Linked DNA regions of Mus musculus: region 1 is linked to region 2. Evidence: chromatin contacts called from public Hi-C data. All regions are on one chromosome and are shown on one strand. The core of a region is the stretch at or near the end of the contact, and the rest is flanking DNA. Distances in the headings are between cores, read along the strand shown.

Region 1 (3,951 bases), core at 178-2,677, 95 kb after region 2:
CCACAGAGGTCCATGGACGAGATACTCTGAAGTCTTTTGCTAGGAAGTACAGCACATGGGCAATGCCGTCTGTGGTTATCACAGCCAAGTGGTCTGAGAGTATAGGACAGCTGTGTGCCCGTCGCTGCAAGTCCAGGCCAGACAAATGTGATAATGTCCCTTCATTCCTGCCCCTGCCAGTAATGTTTTTACTCCGCTTCATACTCAGTCCACCGTGGTCTGCCTTGCCTCATGGTACCACCAGGGCCTGGACCTCAACCCTGCCAGCTTCGTGGCCTCCAGCTGAACTCCTCTATTTCCCAGTGCTATCAGCTTCCCTCGGGTGACCTGAGATGAACACCTGTGGTGGCTGCCCTCATTTGACAAACAGGCATCTTCCCAGGTACCTTGGCCTGCAGGTTCTATTGACAGCTGCTGACAGCTGGTCTCCATGTCTTGCCTGACTGCCTTCCCCAAGGCTGTACTTGCCTTTACCACAGCCTGCACGGGTGAAAGAAGATATGGATGCTTTACCAGGAGACAGGGCAGAAAGAGTCCCTCAGAGGGACTCCACCTTCTACTTGTAGATGGTCCAACTCTTGCCAGGGCTGGGCTGGCTGGCAATGGTAGAGATAGCTCAAGCCTGACAGATGGTATGGGCAGGAATAGGGTGGGGATCTTTCTTTGTGGACTTGTGTCTTCCCTCCCAAGTTCTCTGAGCTGGTTAGGTAGGGGAGAAGCTCTGAGGTTCTCACTCAGAGGAAGTAGTGCTGGCATCTGAATCCCCAGTAGGCAATGGGATGAAACCGTGTTCTGGCAGGAGGCCTACACCACAGCAGTTTTCTGCTGGTACCTGATGCTTGTAACCAGGACATGGTCCTCCTGCAAAGTGACTAGTCCCCTGTCTTCTGCCTCAGCCTGAAGTAGTTGCTGTCCTGTAGCCTGGTACAGCCCCATTCCCTTCTCACCTCCCTGCTTCATCGTTTCTCAGCCTGATCTGGCCCTAATTTTAGGGGTAGGCTGCAGTGCAGGATCCCTGGGAAACTCTAACTTGCTGGATCAAGAGACTCGGCTATTAGCTCCTGCCCTGCCTCTCTCATCTGTGAAACCAGGTCACACCAGATCACCGCCTGATTTCCATCAGCACTGTCTCTCAGAGGGTCCCCAGGGTTCTGTGAAAACAGACTGGCCCATGGCCCAGCCCATGGAAGGTACAGTCTCACTCTTGCTCTCCTGTCTCCAGATAGGATCATCATCAATAAAAGTGTCTCCATATTTCATTAAAGTGAATTACTGATGGTTTGTCTGGGGGGTGTGGGGGAGTGGCAAAGTGCTGGAAGCCGACAGACAGAAGCTTCCAGGGAGCACAGAGCCAGGGGAGCAGCCAGACACCAGGCTGGGTAGGGCTGGCACTGGGATTCCAAGATCCCCAGACCTTGGAAGGGACCTGATTGTAGGGAATGGCTTGTTCCCGGATGTGCTAGGCTAACCCCCTGAATCATAAGCTAGCCCAGTCTGGCTCCACTCCCTGATTAGATGACAGTTGATCTCAGCTGTAGGTCTCAAAGGGCTATGAGCACTCATGGGTGGGAATGGCAGTTCTCCAGCCTCCAGGGCATAAAGGCAGTGGGGTGCTGAGCACAGTTGGTGTCCTAAGGCCTGGCTGACTTCCAGGAGGTGACCTGTTCTACTCTGTGTGCTGCATCATTAGCTGGAACTTCCGTAGTGTAGTGACAGCATCCTGCCAAGGACCAGTTCACAGGTTCAAGGAAAGCAATGGCAGAGGATCAGCACTGCCCAGGGATGGAACACAGGGCAGATTTCATCTACCCACACTCTGCCTAGAGCCTGGTGGTCTAGCTTCAGAGAAGCATTGTGTCTCTGACCCCCAGGCTTGTGGACCTGTCACCAGGACAGAACAGCAGGCTTCAGAGCTATAAGAGTTCAGAGAGGACCTTTCCTCTCCCACAGCTGTCCCTCATAGCTCCTCCACAGCAGGGTGGCTCTTAGGCACCCCCAGGAGGGCAGACCCAGCAGCACCAGGTGAGAGCACTCTTAGTCCTCCTCTATCACTGGGGTGGGGTTGGATCTTCCTGTCCCTCCCTCTTGCCCTCTATCCTGAGGCTCAGATCTGAGGTTCTCTGTCCCTCTGCTGCCTGTCCTCCCAACCCCTGTGTTAATGGGCCACATCCATTAGGGCCGATGACAGGGACTGCCAGAACTGCCACCAATGAGATGTCCTTTGATCTCTGTGCAGCAGGAAAAAGGAAGGCCAGGAAGAGGAGGTGACCTTTTCTAATAGCCAGTGTAGACGAGCTCTGACTCTATAAACCAGGGTGCTGCTTGTAAGGCACAGAACAGCCAACCTTCTCTGGGAGAAAGGCCTGTATCTATACCAGACATTCTTCAGAGGAAGGACATGGACTCGGGTAGTCACGATAGACATCTTGAGGGGCTCACGGTACCCCAGTACACCTAGACCAATCCCAAGGAGGGTGGGAATCATTTGTTTTCAAACGTTTCCTGGAACCTTCTCCTCCATAAAAGGGTTTGTCTCTCTTTAGGAGAGGCCTGAGGTGAGCATCCTACATCCTTGGACATCTGAGGCCTCAGCTCTTCTCAGAGATTCCCCTGCCCTCCTAAGACCATCTGAATCTGAAAAGACTCTAAAGGCAGCTGGACGGACATGAAGGGTCCAGAGCACGAGGCACAGTGTGCACCTTCTTCACAGCACAAGTGCATCTGAGGAGTTCAGCATCCAGGCTGCCTCTGCCTGCCTTACCTGGGACTGTCCTGTGGATGCAGGTCAGACAGAGCCTAGGCTCTGACCCTGGGGTGCTGACCCTGCACTATGGAGGAACACTATCCTAAAGTGTCCCTAAGTGCTGTCTCACCAAGGGTAATGTCTTTGGGGCTAGTGACTGAACAAGAGGACATTCAACTGTTGTCCTTCTGTGCTCCATAGCTTCCCTTGATGCTCTCACAAACAGCAGCCAGTAGATCAGAGAAGGAAGAGAGACTTGGTATCCAACTGGTCCTCTGGTTCCTAAATCATCTCCTAGACAATGGCCTCTCCCTCTTTCCCAACACTGTGGGTTCCTAGTCATGGTCCAATGCAAGGCCAGGTGGGATAGCTGCTCCCATGCTCTGGAGGCTGCCCACTGCACCACCCTGCTAAGAGCCTCCAGCTCCCTGAAGTTGTGAGGCAAGCCTGAGGAGTGGCCCCAGGCCAAACCTGAAGCGATCACCCTCCACCACAGATGTGAGTCCCCACATGAGGCCCCTTTTGAGACCTGGTTGTGAACATTAGTCATCCTGTTCCAAGAGATTCCAGACATGGGTCGCCATGAGACTATTTTAGATAGATAAAAGGACAATTATTATTAGCAGAAGAAAGAAAGAAAGAAAGAAAGAAAGAAAAAAAGAAAGAAAGAAAGAAAGAAAGAAAGGAAGGAAGGAAGGAAGGAAGGAAGAAAGAAAGAAAGAAAGAAAGAAAGAAAGAAAGAAAGAAAGAAAGAAAGAAAGAAAGAAAGAGAGAGAGAAAGGAAAATGCAGAGCAGAAAATAGAAATTGCAAAACGAAGACAGGTATGGAGGCACAAGAAGAAAAGGGGTGGAAGGTGAAATGGAGCAGAGAAGAAAAAAGGAAAGTGTTGGCAGAGCCAGGAGAGGTGTGAGTGAGCTGGGGCCCAGTGCAGGCCGTGGGCAGTGTGGTGATAAGTGGTTGATGTGGCTGGGTGTGGGACAGATATTGGGTAGATGGCATTGGGTCTACTCTCTAGGACTGGTGACTTGGGTATATGGTTTGGGACCCTCTTGGATACTTATTTCACTGTAGGGATGGCAGGGTGTTAGAGGTCAGAGCCCCAGTCTCTTTCAGAGACAGCACTGTGACGAGAGGGGATGGTTTCAAAGCTAAAGCTGAGAGTGCGATCACGAGGATGCCATGGGCAACCGCCACTTGGCAACAAGA
Region 2 (4,028 bases), core at 726-3,225:
CAGCTACACAATGTTAAGCTCTGTATTTTGCTACACAGCCTTGGAGCCTATGACCCTCTGCAGCACTGTGCCCCACAGCACCTTAGGACCCAGGAACAGACACTCCAATCTGCCCCCCCCCCCAGAACGATAAGGTCTTTATCTTTTCCCCTCTCCATACTTCTCTGCGGTACTTGGAAGGCCTGCAAATGCAGTCCTGGGCTGGTCTGTGAACCCAGTACACGACTCTGAGCTAGAGGCAAGATGAACAGTCTTGCCTATTTCCAAAGGTTGCAAACCTTTTGTAAGTAATGGGAGTGGGTGGCCTGGGCTCAATTCTGTTATCAGAGGGAAACTTGGTACAAATATTTTCCAGAGGGAACCAAGTTAGGGTAGATTGAAGGACAGTAAAATGTGCAGCCAACCGGGTCAATATCCTGTATCCTTGTGGTTCATTTGGTCAGGGTATAGGAGCGAGGGCAGTGACCAGCCTTTGAAAGGCCACACCTAATGAGGGGCGCCTATGTGTGCTGTCCATGATGCTGGCAGCCCATCACCACACTCCCGAGTGGCAGGGCCCAAAGCTCTGGGTAACTAAATGTCAGCCCTGGACCCTATTATGCCTCCAAAAGACACATTTTCATGTGCTCCAGCGGAATAGCATGTGACACAGGACTCCCAACTGTGGGGCAGAGCTCAGAGCTCTCGGCGAAGACACGCGGGGACGGGGGGGGGGCGGGGGGGGAGAGACCACAGGCTTTTAGGTTTTTAAAGATCAGGGCGGCAAAAACACACACAGGAAAAATAACCTTTACTAAAGATTGCCTCAGCGCCCTTCAGCCAGACGAATGGAGCTACAGCAAGTGCAGAATTGAAACGCGAAAAGAAAATCTGGGCGCTGCAGTCTCCAAGCGCTGGCTCAAGTCGTGGGCTTCCCAGGGCTGCCTACCCTGTCCGCTCGCAGCTGCTCCCCAAAGGCGACAAGATCTGTCCGCTTCGCTCGGGCACACGGCCGGCCGCGGCTGGAAAAGCGACCAGCTTGGGATGTTCAGCTGCGGCTTTGGCGGAGCAGTCTACTCTGCCCGGCTCGCAACTCGCACGGACCCAAGGCGAGCCGAGCCCCGCCCAGCCGGTGGCCCAAGCGCAGCAGCTAGCCGCAGCGACCCGGTTCCCAGACCCGGAGGCCCGCCAGCCGCGCAGCCGGCCGGTGACAGCCAATGTAAGCGCGCTTCTGCGCGCGTCAGCTTCCCGGCTCGGCGCGCAGCGCTAACTTCACCCCGGCCCCTACCGTCCCAGCCGCCCGTAGGACTCACCTTCTCCTAGCAGCGGCAGGAGCAAAATCAGCTTCAGCCCCAGCCCTGCGGCGCCGGACGTCGCTTTCGCCATCGCCCGTGCGCGCGAGGGCCGCGGTTGAGGAGCAGGCGGGTCTCGGCGGCGGTGGGGTGCGGCGCTCAGCCGGGCCTCCCCATGCCAGCCCGGGCGCAGCGGGCACTGCGGGCGCGTTGCGTCCGGGCGCGACTCCCAGCTGCGGACTCGGAGCCGCTCTCTGCTGTTGCTTGCACGGCTCCGGTTGCGGTACTGATGAGAGACCTGCGCTGCCTGCGCCCGGGGAGCGGACTGGGGCAGGGCAGGGCGCAGAGGGAGTGGCAGCGAGAGGGGCGGGACCAGGGGTGCGGGTGTGTGTGGAGGGGCGGGGCTCCAGGTACTGTGTGGGGCAAGGTGGGGCGGCACCCGACTGCTAGGGGAACCTCTATTTCCTCTCTAGATGAGCGCGGGTCGGAGCTGGGTGCGTGTGGGTTGTGGTGCGGGTGCTGGTCTACTAAAGGTAACCTGGATCCATGATCATTTGCCGGCATAGCCACTTTCTCACCCCGTGCGTCTCGCTTGCTGTTTCTGTTAGTCCTTTCCCGCCGCCCAGAAAGAGCAACACAGAAGATTCGGCGTCTGGGCCGACTGGTCACCTATACTCGCAGAGACCCAGAGTCTAGAATGATGTCCCTCCAGTCTCTGGACGCGAAGAGCATCCTCCGCCATTTATCAAGGGGGCGGGAGTGAGAAGCGCGTTTGGAGCCTGCAGCTTCTTCTGGGGTTAGAGGCGGGAAGAGGGGAGGAGCCCTGATCAAGAGAAAGAGGGACAGAGAGCCTGCTTCCAGTGTACAACATATCATGTGGTGAAGACGGTTGGGGGTCCTGTTGGGCTTGTTTGTGATTCCCAGGACCGGTACAACCAATAGGACCAAGACACTGGCTAATTGCACACCTTTCAAAGAGACCTGCTACCGTTGTCGTCTGGTGCAGTGCTGGGAATTGTATGCGCTTATCCCACCAAATAGAAGAGCTCTTAGGATGTGAACTGACTGATAGGGCAGCGGCTACAGGGGTGTTGGGAAGGATGAAAAGAGAAGTTTGCCAGAAGAATCGAACTCTCCCTTCCCCAAATTATGACTAAATATATTTACCCTTGATATGGGAGCCTCTAGGCAGGAAATAGAAGGTCGGATGCAGGCTCTAGATGCCTGTGAGGAAAACCCATCTCTCCCTACTCCCAGCTGCTTTTTGAAGCATGGCTTGCAACTAGTAATGGAAGGAAAGAAAAACAGACGCCTGTAGGACCTTGGAGTGAACAAACAGGTCCTGGAACCTGAGTCTGGGGAGGGGCTCAGCTGCTCCTCTCCTTCAGTATGCAGAGCCCCACCCTCCTGCCCGACTGAGCTCAGGGTTGAATAAGCAATCTCTGTACATCACTCTGCAGATATGAAGTCAAAGTGAAGTCACCCTCACAGGCAGGAGCAGAAGCTGCCAAGACATAGGCTGACTTGGGACCAGGCCAGCTGAGATCTTATTCAGAGCCTGCCTGCTGATCCGTGGGTATCCAGACCACCAGCCTTCTAACCTAGAAGAGGCACCTTGAGATCACTGGCCTTGGGTTTATGGGGATGGAATTAGTCACAAGGTGCTAATACACTGGATCCCTGGAGTTATCACTTGGGCCTGTGTCCAAGGAAGGGACCTGAACAGGAAGGTTCTCTCTCTCTCTCTCTCTCTCTCTCTCTCTCTTCCTTCCTTCCTTCCGTTCTCTCTTTCTCTCTCTCCCTCTCTTTCTTCCTTCCTCCCTTCCTCTCGCTCTCTCTCTTTCTCTCTTTCTCTCTTTCTCTCTTTCTTTTTTTCCCCCCTACAAACAGGTTCCTGTGGCTGTTTTCCAATAGAATGCAAAGAGAAAAGAGGTCTGGTCCACTCTTCCAACCAGCCTCACTCTCATACCTTCTTCACCGACACTGGGATGAACTCTGCCCATTTTAAGGACCCAGGCAAGAGTACACTCTTGTCTCTTCCTCAGGCCTTCACAGCCTTGAGTGTCCAGATAGCATGGTCGGGACATTTCCCTCTCCTCTGAAGATCTTGAGTGGACTTTTACTCGAGCCCCTAGACATGCATATGCATGCATGCATGCAACCATGTTCAGATACATGGACCCTACATACTTGAGTGCATAGCAAACCCTTCCCTGTGTACGCCCCGGGAGCTGAACAGAGACAGCAGCAGTGGATCTGAGGGAAGCCATGGACCAGCTGCCATTGAAGACCACATGGAAGGTCCAAACTTTGCTTGACCTGGCCCAAGATATTAACTCAGTTTTCAGAATCTGAGCACGGTAGGAGGGAGCTTCCTCTAGGGGAGGGGAAATGGCTGTCTCCCTGTACCTAGGGCAGGTTTGAGGCCAGGCTCAAAGGTCTCTTAGCCTGTGAGTCACCTAGGAAGCCCCACTCTTTGCTCCTGTCTTTTTTTTTTCTTCTCTGGGGAAGGTGAGAGTCTGCATGAGGTTCTATTTTTCTTTTCCTTTTCTTTGTCTTTGTATTTTTTGACGCTTCCTAATCTATTTGCTCTGAACCTCAGTTTCCCCTGTTGTAAACATCTTCCTCCCAGAGAGAGGACTTAATCTGTAGTAAAGGGAATACATACGCAGATGGAACTCAGTGCCAGCACCAAGCACATGCTCAGTAAAGTCATAACCACTGTCTTGCCTCGGTTCCCCAGAACTTGACCTTGAC

The links. A called contact is a pair of places that touch in the nucleus more often than the background predicts.
Region 1: a contact with region 2 is called in a Hi-C map of the N1E-115 cell line, with 2.8 times the contacts expected there. The contact joins the enhancer-like site here to the promoter of Ret in region 2. A contact is called at or near these places in 8 of 39 promoter capture datasets (the 3T3-L1 cell line, the SN4741 cell line, cranial neural crest and 4 more), 8 of 484 Hi-C or Micro-C datasets (the N1E-115 cell line, embryonic stem cells, hematopoietic stem and progenitor cells and 4 more), 6 of 115 datasets of contacts at active chromatin or transcription factors (VIP interneurons, craniofacial prominence, embryonic stem cells and 2 more) and 2 of 9 other capture datasets (adipose tissue and liver).

What each region holds. Positions count from the first base shown.
Region 1 is chr6:118,291,019-118,294,969 of GRCm38.p6, forward strand. No RefSeq gene overlaps it. Among named protein-coding and RNA genes, the nearest start is that of Gm30498, 16 kb to the right of the region's middle. Within about 2 kb of position 1,428, at least 8 of the 459 cell types and tissues checked have an H3K27ac peak or open chromatin away from gene starts, as enhancers often do. A contact at or near this core is called in the N1E-115 cell line and muscle stem cells, where this site is marked.
Region 2 is chr6:118,195,769-118,199,796 of GRCm38.p6, forward strand. It overlaps Ret (ret proto-oncogene), which reads right to left and starts at 1,976. Exons shown (of 19, transcript NM_001080780.1): 1 at 1,293-1,976. The coding sequence starts at 1,365.